Regions from separate parts of the Macaca mulatta genome. Here all the other regions are linked to region 3. Evidence: chromatin contacts called from public Hi-C data. All regions are on one chromosome and are shown on one strand. Each heading gives the region's core, a stretch centred on a gene start, on an enhancer-like site or on the middle of the called end of the contact. The rest is flanking DNA. Distances are from core to core; before and after follow the strand shown. Region 1 holds the start of UVSSA (UV stimulated scaffold protein A). Region 2 holds the start of CTBP1 (C-terminal binding protein 1). Region 3 holds the start of MAEA (macrophage erythroblast attacher, E3 ubiquitin ligase).

What was found. Hi-C and Micro-C count contacts between places; a contact is called where the count stands out from the background.
Region 1: a contact with region 3 is called in a Hi-C map of cortical neurons, with 2.7 times the contacts expected there. The contact joins the promoter of UVSSA here to the promoter of MAEA in region 3. A contact is called at or near these places in 4 of 14 Hi-C or Micro-C datasets (CD4 T cells, blood, cortical neurons and 1 more).
Region 2: a contact with region 3 is called in a Hi-C map of blood, with 4 times the contacts expected there. The contact joins the promoter of CTBP1 here to the promoter of MAEA in region 3. A contact is called at or near these places in 7 of 14 Hi-C or Micro-C datasets (CD4 T cells, blood, cortical neurons and 3 more).

Annotation. Positions count from the first base shown.
Region 1 is chr5:1,441,435-1,444,134 of T2T-MMU8v2.0, reverse strand. It overlaps UVSSA (UV stimulated scaffold protein A), which reads right to left and starts at 1,314. Exons shown (of 15, transcript XR_013417652.1): 1 at 1,116-1,314; 2 at 184-283.
Region 2 is chr5:1,322,470-1,325,187 of T2T-MMU8v2.0, reverse strand. CTBP1 (C-terminal binding protein 1) reads left to right here and starts at 1,419. Exons shown (of 10, transcript NM_001266780.1): 1 at 1,419-1,569. It also overlaps the pseudogene LOC106998226.
Region 3 is chr5:1,382,174-1,384,873 of T2T-MMU8v2.0, reverse strand. MAEA (macrophage erythroblast attacher, E3 ubiquitin ligase) reads right to left here and starts at 1,326. Exons shown (of 9, transcript NM_001258174.1): 1 at 1,241-1,326. The coding sequence starts at 1,309.

The DNA.
Region 1 (2,700 bases), core at 65-2,564, 59 kb before region 3:
CGCGCCCCAAACCCAGAACATGACCACCCATCAGAGCTGGGTACTGCAGGGCCCTGAGAAAATGTCCTGGGTGTGTCCTCGGGTGGTTCTCTCCCAGGTCGGGGCAGGAAGGCAGGGCCCTGTGTGTGTCCTGGGCTCTGTGGGCCAGTCAGTTACTGTGAGTTACTAAACCCTAAGACATACTTGCAAATTTTCTTCAGTTCCTTCATTTTCTCAGGATTTAGTCTGGGTTCTCCTGAAGTTGTGAGCTCTTCTACCAACTTCGAAAGTTTCTGATCCATATCTAGAAATAGGTAAGGCACAAATGCTAAATCACCATCTGTATTTTATAGCTCTTGCTGTTATTAACGTGTTTACTGGGCTCTACTATAAACCGAAAGTTCCGGGAGGACCCTGAGCCTGGGGTCCATCTGCCGTTACCTCTGGGGGCGCCTCTCTGGGAAATGTGTCCGGCAAGGCCTTTACAGCGGTGATTACGGTCAGTTTTAAAAGTGAACCTTCAACTCGGGACCTCTACAATCCCCTGCGTGTGGGACGCTGCACTGAGGGCCGTGCGTTAAGAAGCAGTGGCACTGTCCAAATCAGCTTTTGCCTAACGTGACTGTTGCTGTTTCCCTTATTCACTGATTCCGCAGGGCAGCCTCCAGCAAGGCTGCAGAGGCCAAAAGGAGCCAAGAAATTCTGAGATCAATGAAAGTCGCGCCCGGAGGCCCAGGGTCGAGCACCGCGGCGTGCAGGGTGGGAAGAGGCGAGAGCCTGCAGCACTGCCAGGAAAAGGCCGAAGGACCCGGAAGGAAGCGCCAGGGGAGGCCGGGGCGGAGGCTGGGGAGCTGCGCCCTACCCGGGGAAAGCAGCGGCCCGGCGGGGCCCGCGCGAGGCTGGGGCCGCGGGGTCGCCCTCGCACAGCGGCTGCACCGGGCGGGCGCGCAGCTTTCGGCGGTGCTCGGGGGCTGCGGCCTGTCACTCGGCCCTGGGCCCGCCCTCCGGCCCCGCCGCCGGCGCTCTCGAAGACACGGGACACGCTCCGCCCGCAGGTCTCTGCCCGGCGCCCGCAGAGCCGCCGGTGCTGAAGCTGCTCGACCCCCGCCCCCCAGCGCAACCACAGCCCCACCTACCGCTGACTCGGCGCTCGCCTCGCCCCGCCCCTTCCGGCGGGCGGACCGCCCCTCCTGTCAGGTGCCCAAGAGCTCTACAGCCATTGGCTGTCCCTGGGCCGGACGCATCAGGAGCTGGGGTCACCACGGCGACGACTGCACCTACCTCTTGACGCGGCCGTTCTCGCTGTTGCCCCATCCTTTCCGGCAAAGGCCCCGCCCCTATCACGTGCTCTGAGCTCGGCAGCCAATGGCTCACCCTGGCCGAGGAGGCGCAGGCGCAAAGACGCGGCCGAGGTCTGCGCGGTGACGTAGGCGCGCTCCCGGCGGGGGCGGGGCAGCCTGGGATGGGAGACGCGCTAGAAAAGAGGCGGGAGGGCGCAGAAAGTCCTTAAAGGGGCTGCGGTGTGCGGGCGCCGGGGGCGGGGCCGGCCCGGAAACTGAGGCCGAAAGGAAGTTCCGGTCTGGGCGTCAACGCCACGCCTGCCCGGACTTTCGCGGCCAGGTCCCTTCCCCTGCGGAGGGCCGGTGAGGACTGCCCAGGCGGGAGGGCGCGGGTCCCTGGACCCTGGCGCCCTGGACCCCGCGGCGCCTGCCCGCTCGGGCCCGAGAAGGGAACCCCTGGGCGGGCTCGGGGTTCTTCGGGGCCCAGCTCGGCGCCAGACACACAGCAGATACCCCTGGGCCCGGGCTGGCCCCGGGCAGAATGAGGAGCAGAGGCGCCGTCCGTCCTGCCGCCGAGGTCCGCAGCCTGGAACGGAGGGGAGTGCGAGGCCGGCTGCGGACGGACCGACCTGGAGGTGGCTCAGGAGGAACGCGGTGTGCACCCCACTCGCGGGGCGCCCGGCACAGGCCACGCAGAGCAGACGCCCAACTGGGCGTCCGGGGCTGGGTGCATGGCGGGGGCCGCCGCCGGCGGGGCGGCGGGCCGGGGTTTCTTTTTCGGGGGGATGGGCATGCCCTTGCATTAGAGTGGTGGTAGCTCACAACCCTGTTAATCGTGTTTTTGTAGGGTGGGTTTCTCAGTAAAGCAGTTCTTTTAAAAAAGAAAAGAAGAGGGACTCCCTGCGCCGCCCCTCTCTGCAGCACCAGCCTCTGTCCCTGGGCGTCAGTGGCTCCCAGCTCCTAGCCTGCAGGCACCCTGAGCCGCTCCCCCGCCTCACCCCTTCCTCACCCAGCCTCTTGCTTCACTGAGCAAGCTGGAGCCAGATCCTCCCTCAGCGCCCCTTGCCCTGTGCACCCAATCGCCGGCCTGTGGCTTCCTCCAAGGCACCCATCCAGCAGTTTCCCTCTGTGTTCTACAGCAGGTTTTTTTGTTGTTATTAGTTCTCATTAGCATAAAAGGGTGCCGTTTCTCCCATACTAACAAAACCCTCTCTTTATCCGACTTCTCTCACCAATTGCTAAGTCCAGTTTCTTTTACACTGCCCCGGGGTGTCCTCTCAGCCCTCAGGCTCTACAGCACAGCCAAGCTGCCCGTCCACTGTCCATTGCCCTCTATCAGCTGATGGCCCTGCAGCCTTTTTTTTTTTTTTGAGACGGAGTCTCGCTTTGTCACCCAGGCTGGAGTGCAGTGGCGCGATCTCGGCTCACTGCAACCTCCGCC
Region 2 (2,718 bases), core at 170-2,669, 60 kb after region 3:
TAGATCTCTGCAGGGCTGCCCCTCCCCCTACAAGGGCTCCACACGTGTTCCCTCCTTCATGACTCCCACTGGGCTTCCCTGACAGGGCCCCACCCTCCCCAAAGCTCTGGTGACACCTGCCAGGTTTCCTCCAGGCCACAGCTGGGCAGCCCGGTCTTAGAACAGAAAGTGGTACGCATGGCAGGCCCGACTGAGGGCCCAGCACTGTCAGTGGGGTCAGAGGTCTTCCCAGGCCTGGAAGGGCAGACATGGGCTTCTCAGGGCAGCCTAGGACGCGTCCTCACGAACCACAGCGAAACTAGAGCAGGTGTCTCTCGGATAGGAGTCTGCATCATTCCGTCTCCAGGCTGTGGTTTCTCAAATTATGCAACTATCTGATCATTCCAGTGTGCTCAGAGTAGCCACGCGCAGAGGCCCTTCCCACAACTCCCCACGGGGTGGATGGAAGCGTCCACTCGCGGCGCGAGGAATATCCCTGGGCCCCTTGGGAGAGTCTGCAGGGGCAGCCCCTGGGTGAGCAGGCCCGGTGCGGCCTCTCCCTGAAGGGACTTTCGGGCCCTCCCGGGTCGGGGCGTCTCCCGCAGCGGGCAGAAGCAGAGCTGGCTACAAACCCTACTCTTGTTAAAGGAGAAACGGGGTCGAGAAGGGGGTTCTCCAGCCCTGAACTTCCCGGGCCGGGAACAGCGCCCTGGGCCGGGCAGAACGCGGCCCCTCCCGGAGTCGGGGTCCCCCCCGGCTGGGGACGAACTGGGGCGGGCGCGCTTCTCCTCCCGGGGCCCCATGTGCGGCCGGCTCTTGGACGGTAAATCAGGGCCCGGGTGGGGGCGATGGGGGGAACCCGCGGCCTCGGTGCCCCTGGCCAGCCCCGGGGACAGCGGCACCGCAAGGACAAGTCTTCGGAGGCGCACGGGCCAGGCCGCGGGGCCAGAAGCGAGCGGGGGAGGGCGGCGGCTGGCGGGGCGGGAAGGGAGCGGGGCGGCCGCTGCGCGGAGGAGCGCCATTTACGTTCGGGTCCGTTCCGGGCGCTGACGTGGGCGACCCTGCCTCGGCTTCCGGGCCCGGCGCCGTCCCGCAGGGGGCCTCGGGGCGGGCGGCGCTCCCGCCAGCGGTGCTGAGCCCGGCCCGACCCTGCCCGCCTTCCTCCGGGACAGGCGGTTTAGAACGTGCGGAACACCGGGCCTCGGGCCTCCGCCGGGCTGCAGGCCCCGTGAGCTTCCCGCCAGGCTCCCGCCCCGCCCCGCAGCCGCGCCCGGCCAGGCGGGCCCTGAGCCGCCCGCGTGAGTCCGTGCGCCGCCCGCGCCGGGAACCAGGAGACCAACCGCGAGGCCCCGCCCGCGCGCGCCGCCGTGTCCCCGCCCGCGCGGTCGTCGGAGCGCGGCTCAGCGGCGCGGCGGAGGCTCGGCACGGCGGCGGCCAGGCGCAGGCGGGCGGGCGGAGCAGCGGACGGCACCGAGGCCGCCCCACGCGCCGGACTCGCGGCGGCGCAGCGCGCCGGAGTGGTCGGGGCCCGCGGCCGCTCGCGCCTCTCGATGGGCAGCTCGCACTTGCTCAACAAGGGCCTGCCGCTCGGTAAGGCCGCGCGCGCGCGCGTTTCCGGCCGCGGGCGGGGGCGGGGCGGGGCGGGGGCCGCGCGGGCGGGGGGCGCGGGGGCGGGCCGAGCGCGCGCCCGCGGGCCGCCGGCTTTGTGTGCGAGTGCGCGTGCGCGCCGTCGTCCGCGCGTGGCCGCGGTCGGGGGCGGGACCGCGGCAAGGGTCGTGCGCATGCGCGGGCCGCTGCGTGTGAGCGAGCGCCGCCGTGTGCCCTCCCCGCCCGCGGCCCGCGCAGGTGACACAAAGGGGCCCGTGGGCCTCCAGGCTGCTCCACCGACCCCAGCCCCATGGGACCCGGGACGGCACCCCGAGTCCGAGTCCCGATCCCCGGCCGCTACCCCGTCCCCGGTCACGACCCCGCGGCTGGGCCTGCGGGACCGGGGTGGGAGCTGCGCCGTGCGCAGCTACGGGTGTCCTGGGGAGCGCGCTCCCGGGCCACTCGCGGGAGCGCGCCCCCTCCCGCCCTGAGGCTGCCGGCGACCGCGGCCGCGCGCTGTGGGGGAAGGGGACGGGGCCCGGGCGCCGGGTCTGACCGTGGAGGAGGCCGCCGCCCTCAGACCGGGCCCAAAGCGCAGCCCCCGGCGGTGACGCGGGCGGTCCCCGGGGGTCTCCGCTCCCGCGAACTCCGCGAGGGCCCGGCCCGGCCCGGCGCCTCCACCTGCCTCTGCCTGTGCCGGCCCGGGTCCCGGGGCGCCTTCCTCGCCGGCTGCGGCCGCGGAAGCAGGGAGCACGGGCGGACGCCGGGCGCACGGCCATCGCCATCTTGCAGCGCCCGCATCCTGGGCCGGCCCGGGCCGCTCCGCGGAGCCTTTCTCTCCCTCGACCCGGCTGCAAAGGCAGAGCCCGCGCGCTTGATCCCCGGGCCAAAACTGGAGCGTTCTCTGGCGGCCTCCAAGGGCACCGGTGTCCGGAAGCCCGGCCGGGGCCAGAGCCCTTTTGCTGTAGTCTCCGCGATTGCCGGGACAGAATTCCCTTCCAGTGGGGAAAAGGGAAGGCGGTCGCGCCCTTCCCGGTGCCCTGAGTGGGGAGGTGAAACCCTGAGAGTTGGGGCTAGAGGGCCCGGAGCCAGGGCCGAGGCGGCGGGTGTGCAGAGTGCTCCGTGGAGCCCGAGCACCCCCCCCCCAAGTCC
Region 3 (2,700 bases), core at 77-2,576:
GGAATTCAAAACCACCCTAGGCAACAGTGAAACCCCGTTTCTTTTTTAAAATATGAAATAAACCGCTAGATAATGAAGAGGAGGAGAAGCTTGCCTCTGCTTTCCTATGAAGACCAGCTACACCAGGGTACAGCCTGGCTTCAGCAGCGTTAACTGTAGCAGGGACCTTTTAATGAATGCCAAGCACTGCTTGGAACAATAAGTGGTCACTCATTTCACCCTGAGGTGACACAGGCGCTACCACTGCTTAAATCTGACAAGAATAAACAATCACTAAGTGGGCCCTGATGTCTCCCAGTAAAGATGAACACAGAGGAGCCCGATTCACACCCCAGCAGGATGGCTCACAGCCTGTGTTCTTCAGCCCTTTGCTGAATGGCCCTGGGGCTGGGGGAACGCACAGCAACCTGGCCATATTGCATCCTCCACACCTGTCGCCACACCGTCTGTCCTGAGACGGACGGGAACACCAGGGCGCCCTGGGAGGAGAGAAAAGCTACGCAGCTCCCCAGGAAGGCAACACAGAACCACAAAGCTCAGCCGCAGCTCTGAGAAAGCTATGACCTTGATCTTTTAAGGAATTCCTTCCCAGGTGCTTCATATGAAATCCTCTACTAACTAGGTAAAGAGCAAGTATCGGCTCCTTCTACTAGGAGCACAAATTTCATTCTAAGAAGTGCGACGTGGCTAGGTGACCACCCAAGGTCACGCAACCGGCAGCCGGACGGCAAGAGCTGTATTTCAGGTTTGGTGACGCCCATCAAAAAGGTCGCTGGGTGCCATCAGGCCGTGAGGTTTCTCCCTACAGCTCCTACCTAGCGACCGGCGCACCCGGCATCTCCCAGCCCTGGGCTCCCGGGAGGGCGGCCGGGCACCGGCCGGGCACGCCGCGCATTCCGTCTGCCTGGGCGCCAGAGATCCCACGCCCCGCAAACTCCGGCTTCCACCCCAGCCCCAAATTCCCCAGCCTTCGCGCTGCCAGAGTCGTCGCTGGCTCGGCTCACGCAGCTCTTCAAGCAAAGGGGCCACAGTCGGGCGCTGGGCAGGGCCAAAGCCGCCGCCCCCGTCACACCTGCCCGGCGCGGACCGGGCGCCCCCGAGGAGCCCGCACGGCCCCGTCAGGCCGCGCCCAGCTCCCGCCGCCCTCGCCGCTGGCCCTCCCGGGGCGGCCCCTCGCGGCCCACGGGCACTGGCTGGAGGCGCCATCGCTGCCCTCGGCCTGCGCGGCGCAGGCGCCCACCTTGAGGGTCGGGTACTCCTGGACCTTCAGGGTCATGGACAACTGAGCCGCCGACTCCTGCACCGCCATCTTGAAGCGGCCAAAACATTACCGGGCGGGGGACGCGCGAGCGCGCTGCACGCCGGGAAATGACGCCGCGCGCGCCGGCCGGAGAGGGGCGGGGGCGGGCCGATGCGCCTGCACCAATCGTATCCGCACAGTCGGCCGGAGGCGGAAGAAGGCGCGAACCAATCACTGCCGGGTTTCCTCCCGCTCAGCCAATCAACGATAGCCCCGGCTGGCGGTTTCCTCCTTGAATTCGCTGCCAGGTTCAGGCCGCAGATCCCGGGGCTGGGGGTGCTCCTGGGCTTGGGGCGGGCCGGTGGGGTGCGGAGAGCGGCCCGGGCGGGTGGAGCTGCGGCTGAGCGGGCTGGGGGACTTAGCGTCCGTCCAGTTACTCGGAGCTATCGCGGGGTGGTCCCCTGTGGGTCCCTCGTGCCTGCGGTACCAGGGCCAACGCCGACAAAACGCTTGGCCACATACGCCTGTAGCCAACTATATTTCTTTGGCCCTATTTTCACCGATTTACAGCTGCTGGAATCCTGATGTGGAACCTCCGACTTCCCATTGGAAGAGGAAAGGCCCAATACCTAAAACTGACTTATGGACAGAAACTCCTGAAGCATGAGAAGCTTGTGGTCTCTCCGCCCTCTCCTTGCAGGGTGGGCAGCGCTGGCATCCGGGTCGTGCCCTGCCTTCATTTCAGCCATTTCACATTCTCAGCGTTTCAAACACCACCCGCCTCCCTCCTTTCCAAAATAAAACTGAAATTAGGTTTTATTACTTAGGAAATGACGTCCCAATTAAGCCACCTTGTGTTTCACGTAACTCATTTCTAAACAATTTTTAAAATACTTGGTGTTTAAACAAAGGAAAAACATCTAAGGTGACAGCGATGAAGCGAGAACCTCCACTTGGAGGCTGCTACGTGTTACAGCCGGAATGCAAGACATCCGACCGGCACTGTGGAGTCTTCCTCTGTCTTACTTAAACAGGAGTTGGGACTAAGGAAAGTGTTATTCCTTAAGTGTGTGGCTGCAGACTCCAGTCTTTTAGATATTTGAAGTAAGTTTTACAGTGAAGTGCACAAATCTTGACTATACAACTTTAATGAATTTTCACCCTTATTTGCACTTTTATCTAACCATGTCCTGGTTGAGATTTAGGACATTTCCCATGGCACAGAAAGCTCCCCTGTCCCTTCTCAGGCTATATCCCCATCATTCTAACCCTGCTCCCCATAACAGCATTCCTGACCTTCTTGTAGATGGAAGCATGCAGTCTGTACTCTTTGCATCTCTTCACAGTTCACATGGTGTCTGCCACTCTCTGGGATGGTCCCAGTAACACACGGGAGCACTGCAGCAGTTGGATGGACTGCCGTCCTCTTTAGAGACTTTTCGTTCACTTCACCAGGGATT